Regions from separate parts of the Mus musculus genome. Here region 2 is linked to region 1. The links are chromatin contacts, called in public Hi-C maps. All regions are on one chromosome and are shown on one strand. Each heading gives the region's core, a stretch centred on a gene start, on an enhancer-like site or on the middle of the called end of the contact. The rest is flanking DNA. Distances are from core to core; before and after follow the strand shown. Region 1 has its middle 57 kb from the start of Znrf2. Region 2 overlaps Gm34358 (a long non-coding RNA gene).

Region 1 (3,910 bases), core at 1,326-3,825:
ATAGCAGCTATGAGCTTAAAGTCTGAATAAGTCAGTGTGTAGCAATACTTGTTTCCTCTGTGTCTGCTCTTGTCAAGGGCTGAGAGGAATACTGGGATTCTCTGCGGCACACTTCTGTCATGGTGCCCATGGAAACAGAAATCAGAGGGATCGTCAAGCTGTGCTGGGCTGAATTCCAGAGCCTGGGTGTCAGGAGAGAATGCTGTCCTCCATTCACATAACCCACAGTTCCTCAGATAAACCAAGCATTTCCCCAGCCTCCTGGGTTTCTTCACAAGAGCAAAAACAGCAGACTCCAAAGCAACTCCCCTCCTTCACCAGGAGTTTCCCCTCCTTCACCATAGCGGTTTTATCTACACCAAGAATTCAGTTTTTGTCCCTTCCATGGGCTGAGTTGTGTCCTTTACAGAGATATGTGAAAGTCTTAACTTCACTTGCAAGTTAAGATAAGTCGATAAGTTAAGATTGTAGATAGATCGGCTAAGATGAAGTCATTTGGAAATAAGGTGAACCTCTAATGCAGTACTAGTATTCTTATTAAACAAACAAACAAACAATAACGACTAAAACATGACAAGACAGAAAGGTCAAAGGCTACAAGCCCAGACCTACTTGGACCTGCTAGACACATCAGAAGCAAGGGGACACAGTGCAAAATGTTCCCACCCAGAGTTTTCATCAAAAACTATGTTGGTATTCTGTCTGGAATGCACCCCCACAGTTATTTGGAAGCAGCCAGGTAGGCCTGGCCCACTATAAAAGGGGCTGCTTGGCCCCTCTTCCCTCTCCTGCCTCTCTATTCTCTCCCTTTCTCCTTGTTCCCCCTCTCTCTCCATTGCCTTCCCCCCCGCCCCCCCCCACACACATGTTCATGGCCAGCCTCTACTTCCCTACTCTCTCCTGCTCTCTGCCTTTCTCTGCCTCTACTACCCTCTTAACTCCCCTCCCCATGCCCTGAATAAACTCTATTTTATACTATACCGTCTTGTGGCTGGTCTCTCAGAGAGAGAGATGCTTTGGCATAGGCCCGCCAAGCCCCTTTCCCCTACACCCGCATAGAACGTATATTATACCCTTTCTCTTTTTGTGATCATAACAAACTAGACTCGCGTCCTCCAACCCCCAGCCTCTAGAAACTCGAGGGAATAGGGTTTTGCCGCTTTGAACCACTCGGCTTATGTTAACTTCTTAGGACAGACTTTTGCAACTGCACTCACTTTGAACAGAGCTGGACCCTAGACAAGAATGAACTATTTGTGACTATGGCTAAAAGAAGTAGCGACTGGGCTGACCAAGAGATGGTTCTGGTTCTGGAACTGCCTGTTCCCTGCAGACATGACTGATGGGTTGTGGTTCTCTTCCCACAGGACCAGGCTTGCAGAACTTCTCAACATCTGTTGTTTCAGGCTGTTGACAAACGCCTGAGACTCCAGTCCCCTTCTATCCATGAATTAACACTTTCTCTCGGTGTTCAATAGCTACCAGGTAGAGTAAACCATTAGAAAATTTACGTGGCAAGAGAAAGAAGTATTCATCAGGAGTGGGAGACGGTTGCTAGGCAAGGGGAAGGTCAAAATGACCTGGGAAAGTATGGTGAGCGCAGGGGAAAACAACATCATGAATAACTAGCCGAAATCTTTGCTCCTGTTGGTTCAGTTAAAAACAAAACTGGTTTTACTTTTAAGGGGAAAAGAAGAGACCTCTGATCTTCAAAGTGTCTGCAGACACAAAGAGTTGGTGCCATGTGCACAGTTAAGGTTGTGTTTTAATTTGCAGCAGGATCCTCCGGGGTGTGTAAAGCCTGTGTTTACTGCAAGCCTGTCAGGCACCTGGTGGGAGTGACTGAGTCAGCTGTTCTCCTGGGTCTGCCTTTCCTATCACTGTTGCTCCACTGACACCAATCTCAAATGAACTTTAAACAAAGAGTCTCCACACTACACCCACTTAGCTTGCCGGCACGTGGCGTCTCCGTTGTCACGTTGCTGTCTGTCCTCAGGTCTTTGGAGTGAGCCGAATCCGACTTTTATCAGCCCTTCTGTCTCCGTGTCTGTCATCTTTGCACCATTCACACTGACTTTTTGTGTTTGCTGCTTTGCCCCTCCTCCCACCTCCTGTCACTTCCTAGCCTCTGTTATTTACATTACATTAACTATGCTAATTAAACAGATGAAACACTTCCTTATTCAGCTTTGACTTCGCAGTTCCTGAAGCTGAGAACTGGCTTTGTTTCCTACAGGTTCTTCTAACACCCAGTTTTGCTGCTGTGGCAGAAAGCAGGAGCACTCCAGATGGAAGCCGCCCCCACCCCCATTCCCCACCCCCACCCCCACCCCCCTTCACTCCAGTCCTCTTACTCTCTTTACCTCCTTTCCCCTTTGAAGATAAAAACACTAAGTGACATTTACTATTTCAAACCATCTTTAAAGGTATCATTCCGGGCCATTAGGCATATTTACAGTGTAACTATTAACATTATCTGTTTCCAGAAATCTTTCATCATCCCAAATAGAAACTCTTGGTTGGCTCCAACACCACATTCTGGCTCCTCTTCGCTGCCTCCTTTGCCCTCTTCCACCACATGTTGCTGCTTTGGCTTGATGTGGTCTGTCCTGACTCAAGCCTCCATTCTAACACAACAGACCTGGCCTCCAGGTTCTCCCAGCATCCCTCAGTCCCTACCTGGCATACCCTGTTCCCAGTCTTGAACTTTCCAGCCTAGGGGTGGGCTGCCCTTCACCCACAGGCTCCTCCCTATATATTCCAGACATTTTGGCCTTCCTCTCCTCCTCTTCCTCTCTCTTCTCTCCTCTCTCTGTTCACAGCCTTTCTCTCTTTCTCATCCCTCTCCTCGCCCCTCTCCCCATGGTGACACCCCTGACCTCAATCCTTGGAGCCAGTGAACTTGCCTGGGAGCAGCTTCCCAACAAACCTGCCTTTAATATAGTCTAATCTGGTTTGAATTGGCTCATTTCACCAGCTTCGGAGAAATTACCTATCCGAAGTGTGCTTCTCTATGGTGTTTTCACACAGCTGTGTGATTACACTTTATTCTTTCCCCTTCCCCACACCCCTTCTCCATGCCAGACCTTACTGGCCCCTCCCTTCTGCTGCTCTGTCACAGGTAATGATCATTTTAAATGGCAATGACCTGAATAAACAGTGCTGCCAGAGACCCAACTATATGTTACACATAAGAATGGAGAAAGATAAAGCATGTTAACAATAATCAAACTTCGAGAATTTCCAACAAGCTGCCTATGGTGACATATGCCTGTACTTGGAAGGCCCAGGGAGGACAATTACTAATTAGAATCTAGGCTGGGCTAGTTTCAGGTGAGCCTGGGCCAGAGCCTGCCTCAAAACAGTCTTCATGCAACTAAAATGGCATATTAGACCCTGCATCTGAGTAAGCGGATTACAAAAATAAGTAAAGGGATTGGTTTGAAAATAACAATATAAATCTCCTTCTTCTAAGAGAAAGGCAGAAATAATCAGAGGTGGGAATTTCTCTTCAGAAGAGGTGGGCCACTGGAGTCCCCAGTTGAGATACAGAGGCCAGGTGACCAACATAAATGGTAGGTGCCAGCACAATGCTCCCATAGGCAGTGCTGTGAAGAGAGATCTGGGTTGTGGGAAAGCCACCAAGGACTGGACAGGCATGCACGGATTGCAAACTGGAGCAGGGTAGGTGCCAGAGTGAAGTCGCAGAAATGTGGCCAGAAAACCTAAAGCCCAGACCTGGAGCTATTTGCCATAGCCCAAACCAGTGCCAGGAGGATGCTGTGGAATCCAGTGTAGGGGCCTGAAGGCCACAGGGATGCTCAGATGGGCAAGCCTTGCGTGTCTCCCCAGAGTCTCCATCACAGAGAGGCTTGAGTGTCAGCAAAATGGCAGAGGCGAGACTGTAACT
Region 2 (4,314 bases), core at 1,612-4,111, 400 kb after region 1:
CTTCACAGCAGGTTAATCTGTCCCTACTAGCCAACAAGCAGGCAGGTGAGATCAGGGTGCTGTACCCATGATCTTTGAGGCCCCAATTTATCTCCTGGCTCCTTTTACACATAAGGTAGTGGCGGTGGTACCCTGTTCATGTGCGGGCCCGGAGAAGAAGGGAACGCAACATCCAAGGCCTCTCACAGGCCTTACCAAAAGGATCTTCCCAAAAGGCTTCCTAAGGAAAATATTAACAAAGGACAATAAATGTGAGTCTTCGATTACAGTTTCCCCGCTGCACGGATGCAGGGCTCAGCTGGAATCTGTGGATATTTTTAGGTTGTATAATGTAGCTCTACCTTTAATTTGCATAGCCATTTTTTCCCCTATTGAAGCCCTGTCATTTCAACCCGCTGAGTGCCAGTACATTTTGCTGCAGTGCAAATCTGCCAAAATCATCTTCCAGTTTTGTAAATGGTAAACTGAGGCTCTGAGAGGTAAATCAGCAGGTCAGGAAAGCTGGAAAGACAGAGGAGTCCCAGTAGGCCACTACTCTCCCTGCAGCTCATCTCAGCTGTGGGCAATGGCTGGGGCCTAATTCTTGGCTAATCTCTTCTGCCTCCACTGCCTGGGTGAGCTGAAGCTGAGGAGCAGGGAGTGGAGCCAGGGCCTGCCCCAGTGCAGGGAGGATGTCCAGGGCAGGGCTATGCTGCATTAGCATAACCATAGCATCCAGTTTTCTGGCAGCTCCCTGGCCTGTAGCTTGAGTCATGTAAATTGTTAGATTTGGTTTTAATTCATTTGCTGATGAATATCCCTCTCCAGAGGCCGAGAGGTGGGACAGCAAATCTCTTTTTAATTATTTGGGGGTATTACTTCTAAAGCCCTTTGAGCCAGGCTGGGACCAGAGGAAGCTTCTGCCTCTCTAGCGAGTGCCTAGGTTCCTCTACCATCATGTGCCCAATAAATCACCCAAGGGCCAGGCTGAGCCCAGTGGTTCTCTCCCACTCCTCCCCTCCTCTGTTGCTCCTGCTTCTCTTGCCTCAGATAGAAGAGATGATGGGCCCCTCTGCCTGCAGGCTTGGGTTGGATGGGAGTAGGGGGTGAAAGACCTGATGGTCAGTTGCCCACCGAGGAGCAGTACCCCTGGGGATGCAGCTTTCTAGTCACTTGATGTCATGACCATGTCATCCCTCAGCTGAAGTGTCTTCAGTGCCTCCTAACTTTCCCAGAGTAAGATGATGGGCCTTGCAGCGATATATAGAGCTGTGCATGAACACATCCTATGTCCCCCTAACCCCCGCCCCCTTCATTCTCCTCCCAGGCATTAATCTGCCAGATGCTATTTCAGTGACCCCAGGGCTCTGGCACTGGCCATTCTCTCAAAGATACTTCACTAGACACTTCTTTTTAAAAAAGATTACCTCCCATCTTTAAAGAATTATTTATTTATTATATGTAAGTACACTGTAGCTGTCTTCAGACACTCCAGAAGAGGGAGTCAGATCTCCTTATGGATGGTTGTGAGTCACCTTGTGTTTGCTAGGATTTGAACTCAGGACCTTCGGAAGAGCAGTTGGGTGCTCTTACCTGCTGAGCCATCTCACCAGCCCCTCACTGGACACTTCTTGCGCTTCTTTTCCCCTCTCCTTCTTCAAAGGTCACTTCATAGAGACACTCTTCAGCCATACTGGGCACTCCTCACACCTGCTTCCCTCTAGTCCTGTGCATTGTTTTATGGAAGGTCAGCTGCTTTGCTGAGAGAGTCCACTTCCTTTCTATTCCAGGTCTAGACAGTCCACGGCCGCCAGTTGACTAACACAGGGTTGTAGAAGCCTTGAGACATGTCCTTTGCTGTGATGTGGTTCTTGTGATACGGAGCAAATTGGTATTCTAATTATGATTAATGAGATCATGCTTTGACAGCACCAACTCCATCTTGAACTTCTAACAAAAGCTCTAACGGAGCCAAATGGGTGGCTAATAGTCACCCTGACAACTGGCTGACAGCCACATTGGCAACTGTGCATCCATATGTAAATGACACTGTCCGTACCTGGGCCTTTCCCCTGAAATGGACATCCAAGAGCTCAGATAATACTTTCTATGGCTATAAATACAAACACCGTCAGACTGAGTGCCTGACCCGAGACCCTGCCCCAGTGAACTTCTCCATCTCTATCCTTGGCACTATGGCGACACTCCTACCCATAGGAATCACCTTGAAGGGTGGTCTCTTGAGCCACTTTGGCAGTTTCTTTTGTGGGCACAAGCTATTATTTTCCTTGCTAGTGTTCTGTTCTCAGGTGACTTTCTACCACCTGGTTTGTCTGGTATTTTCATCTATTCCTCCTGTTATATGTTTTTGCTTCTTCCGGTTTTATGTGCAGTGTAATAAGCCAGTTCACTTAGAAACAGTCTGCCTGGCCTGGCTCTCATCCAATTAAAGGGCAAAAGGAGCTGTCTCTCTTGGAGAAGATGATACTGTTACTAGATTGGGGAGCAGGCCACTGTACTTGTTGTAGTGTGACAGAAGATTTCAAGGCAGAGTATGTATATAGAATGCCCAGAGCTCCCGCTACCAGGCTGAATAAAGATGGTTCCTCCCACTCCCTTGCCTGTTCTAGGGCAAATCCCCAAAACCTCTTCACTGTTCTGCTTCTAGGAACTGGCAAACCCACAGGACTTGCAACTGCAACAGCAGCTTGTCCTACACCCCTCAACCTACTCGTTGTTGTCCTACTTAAGACCCACCAAGTGTTCCTGTGGTTTTGTTTCTTCTAACAGAGATATTTCACCTGGTTTGTCCCTGGTGTTCAATGCCTGCAAACAATAGGTCTTCTATAGATACCGTGTTTTGTGACTCACCACTTACTATTTATGCAGCAAGTATTGCTGTACCGTGAGGTTTGTGGGAAGCTCTGGCTGGGCTCCAGTATGAGCAGGAGAGAGACAGGAAAGAAGGCTGGTGGGGACCAGCATCGGAAGAGGAAACAGGAGGATGCTGGGCTGAAGCAGCTAAGAGTACAGGGGCCTAGGGTGGATGGTACGCTGAACATTCCTGAAGCTGTGGTCCCACCCCGCCCTGGGGGTAGTCATGAGTAGATGGCTCGTGTGCTCTGTGCCCCAGACAGAGAGGCCAGCAAGGTAGATCCCAGGGGATGCACAATCTTCATCAACAGCACAGACTGACAAGGACCCAGGCTCTGTCTCATGGATACCAGCATGGAGCATCAAGTCTGCATCTTTGTGGCGAACAGGGAAGAGCTCCCCTGGGGGTGGGGTGTATATAGGAAAGACTTCTTCCAGGAAATGTGTGTCCTCGCACAGAGCCCTTCATGGGGCAGGTGGCTTCATTCCTGGTGCCATCGGATCCATTTTGTGGCAAGTTCTTCTTGCTATAAAAGCACAGGACAGTTTTCAGAAAGGTCGCCACCACGATGCTGGTGGTGACGGCAATTAGAGTCCTCCAAAGCAAGAGGGCGTTTTCCTAGAAGGGAGGGAAGGCAGATTCCTACTCCAGAGCTCTGACAGGCCCAGGAATGAAGCCACCTGTCCCAATGAGGGCCCCGTGCCGGGCCCCACACTTCCGGGAAGAAGCTTGTGTTATATCTACCCCAGCCCCAGGGGAGCTCTCCTCTGCTCACCAGGAGAGATGCAAACTCTGGGCTTCAGGCTTCCATGAGGCAGAGCCAGGGTCCCTGCCAGTCTGTCCTTCTGTTGATGAAGATTATATAGGCCCTGGGATCCACCTTGTTGGCCTCTCTGCCCTGGGCACAGAACACACGGGGCACCTAATCTCATCATCTATCCATTCCCATGGCAGCCAGGCACAGATAGGATGGAAACCCAGGCTACCCCTTACTTACCCAAGGCGGGTCTTTATGTTCTCTGAGCTCCAATTTATGCATCTGCAAAATGGAGGGTGTGGTTGGTGGTCTTGGTTGTCAATTTTACTACATCTGGGATTGACTAAAACCCAAGCAACTGGGCATGCCTGTGAGGTGTTTTCTTTATTGGATCATTTAAAGTGGGAAGACCTGTCCTAAATCTGGGCCACGCCTTCTGGTGGGAGCACAATATGAGAGATGGAGGCTTTTGCTTTTTTGCCTGATTGCGTTCACAGTTACTGGAAAGTTTATCTAGCCTGCTGCTAAGTTTTTTTTGTTTTTTTGTTTTTTTAATTTTTAAATTTTTTTTTTACTACGATTAGAAGCTTCATCTTTGGGATTCCAATGTAGACTGAAGACTAGCAGAAATATCTAGCCTCATGAACAGTAGCAACAACTGAATTTATAGCCTTTCCACTGGGAGACAGAAATCACTGGACAA

What was found. Hi-C and Micro-C count contacts between places; a contact is called where the count stands out from the background.
Region 2: a Hi-C map of cortical neurons shows a contact between it and region 1, with 2.3 times the contacts expected there. The contact joins two enhancer-like sites. A contact is called at or near these places in 3 of 39 promoter capture datasets (embryonic stem cells and liver), 1 of 484 Hi-C or Micro-C datasets (cortical neurons), 3 of 115 datasets of contacts at active chromatin or transcription factors (embryonic stem cells, pancreatic cancer cells and stem cell-derived neural progenitor cells) and 1 of 9 other capture datasets (embryonic stem cells).

What each region holds. Positions count from the first base shown.
Region 1 is chr6:54,758,181-54,762,090 of GRCm38.p6, forward strand. No RefSeq gene overlaps it. Among named protein-coding and RNA genes, the nearest start is that of Znrf2, 57 kb to the right of the region's middle. Within about 2 kb of position 2,576, at least 141 of the 459 cell types and tissues checked have an H3K27ac peak or open chromatin away from gene starts, as enhancers often do. A contact at or near this core is called in cortical neurons, where this site is marked.
Region 2 is chr6:55,158,785-55,163,098 of GRCm38.p6, forward strand. The region is part of intron 1 of Gm34358 (a long non-coding RNA gene); the gene reads left to right. Among named protein-coding and RNA genes, the nearest start is that of Gm34358, 6.5 kb to the left of the region's middle. Within about 2 kb of position 2,862, at least 17 of the 459 cell types and tissues checked have an H3K27ac peak or open chromatin away from gene starts, as enhancers often do. A contact at or near this core is called in cortical neurons, where this site is marked.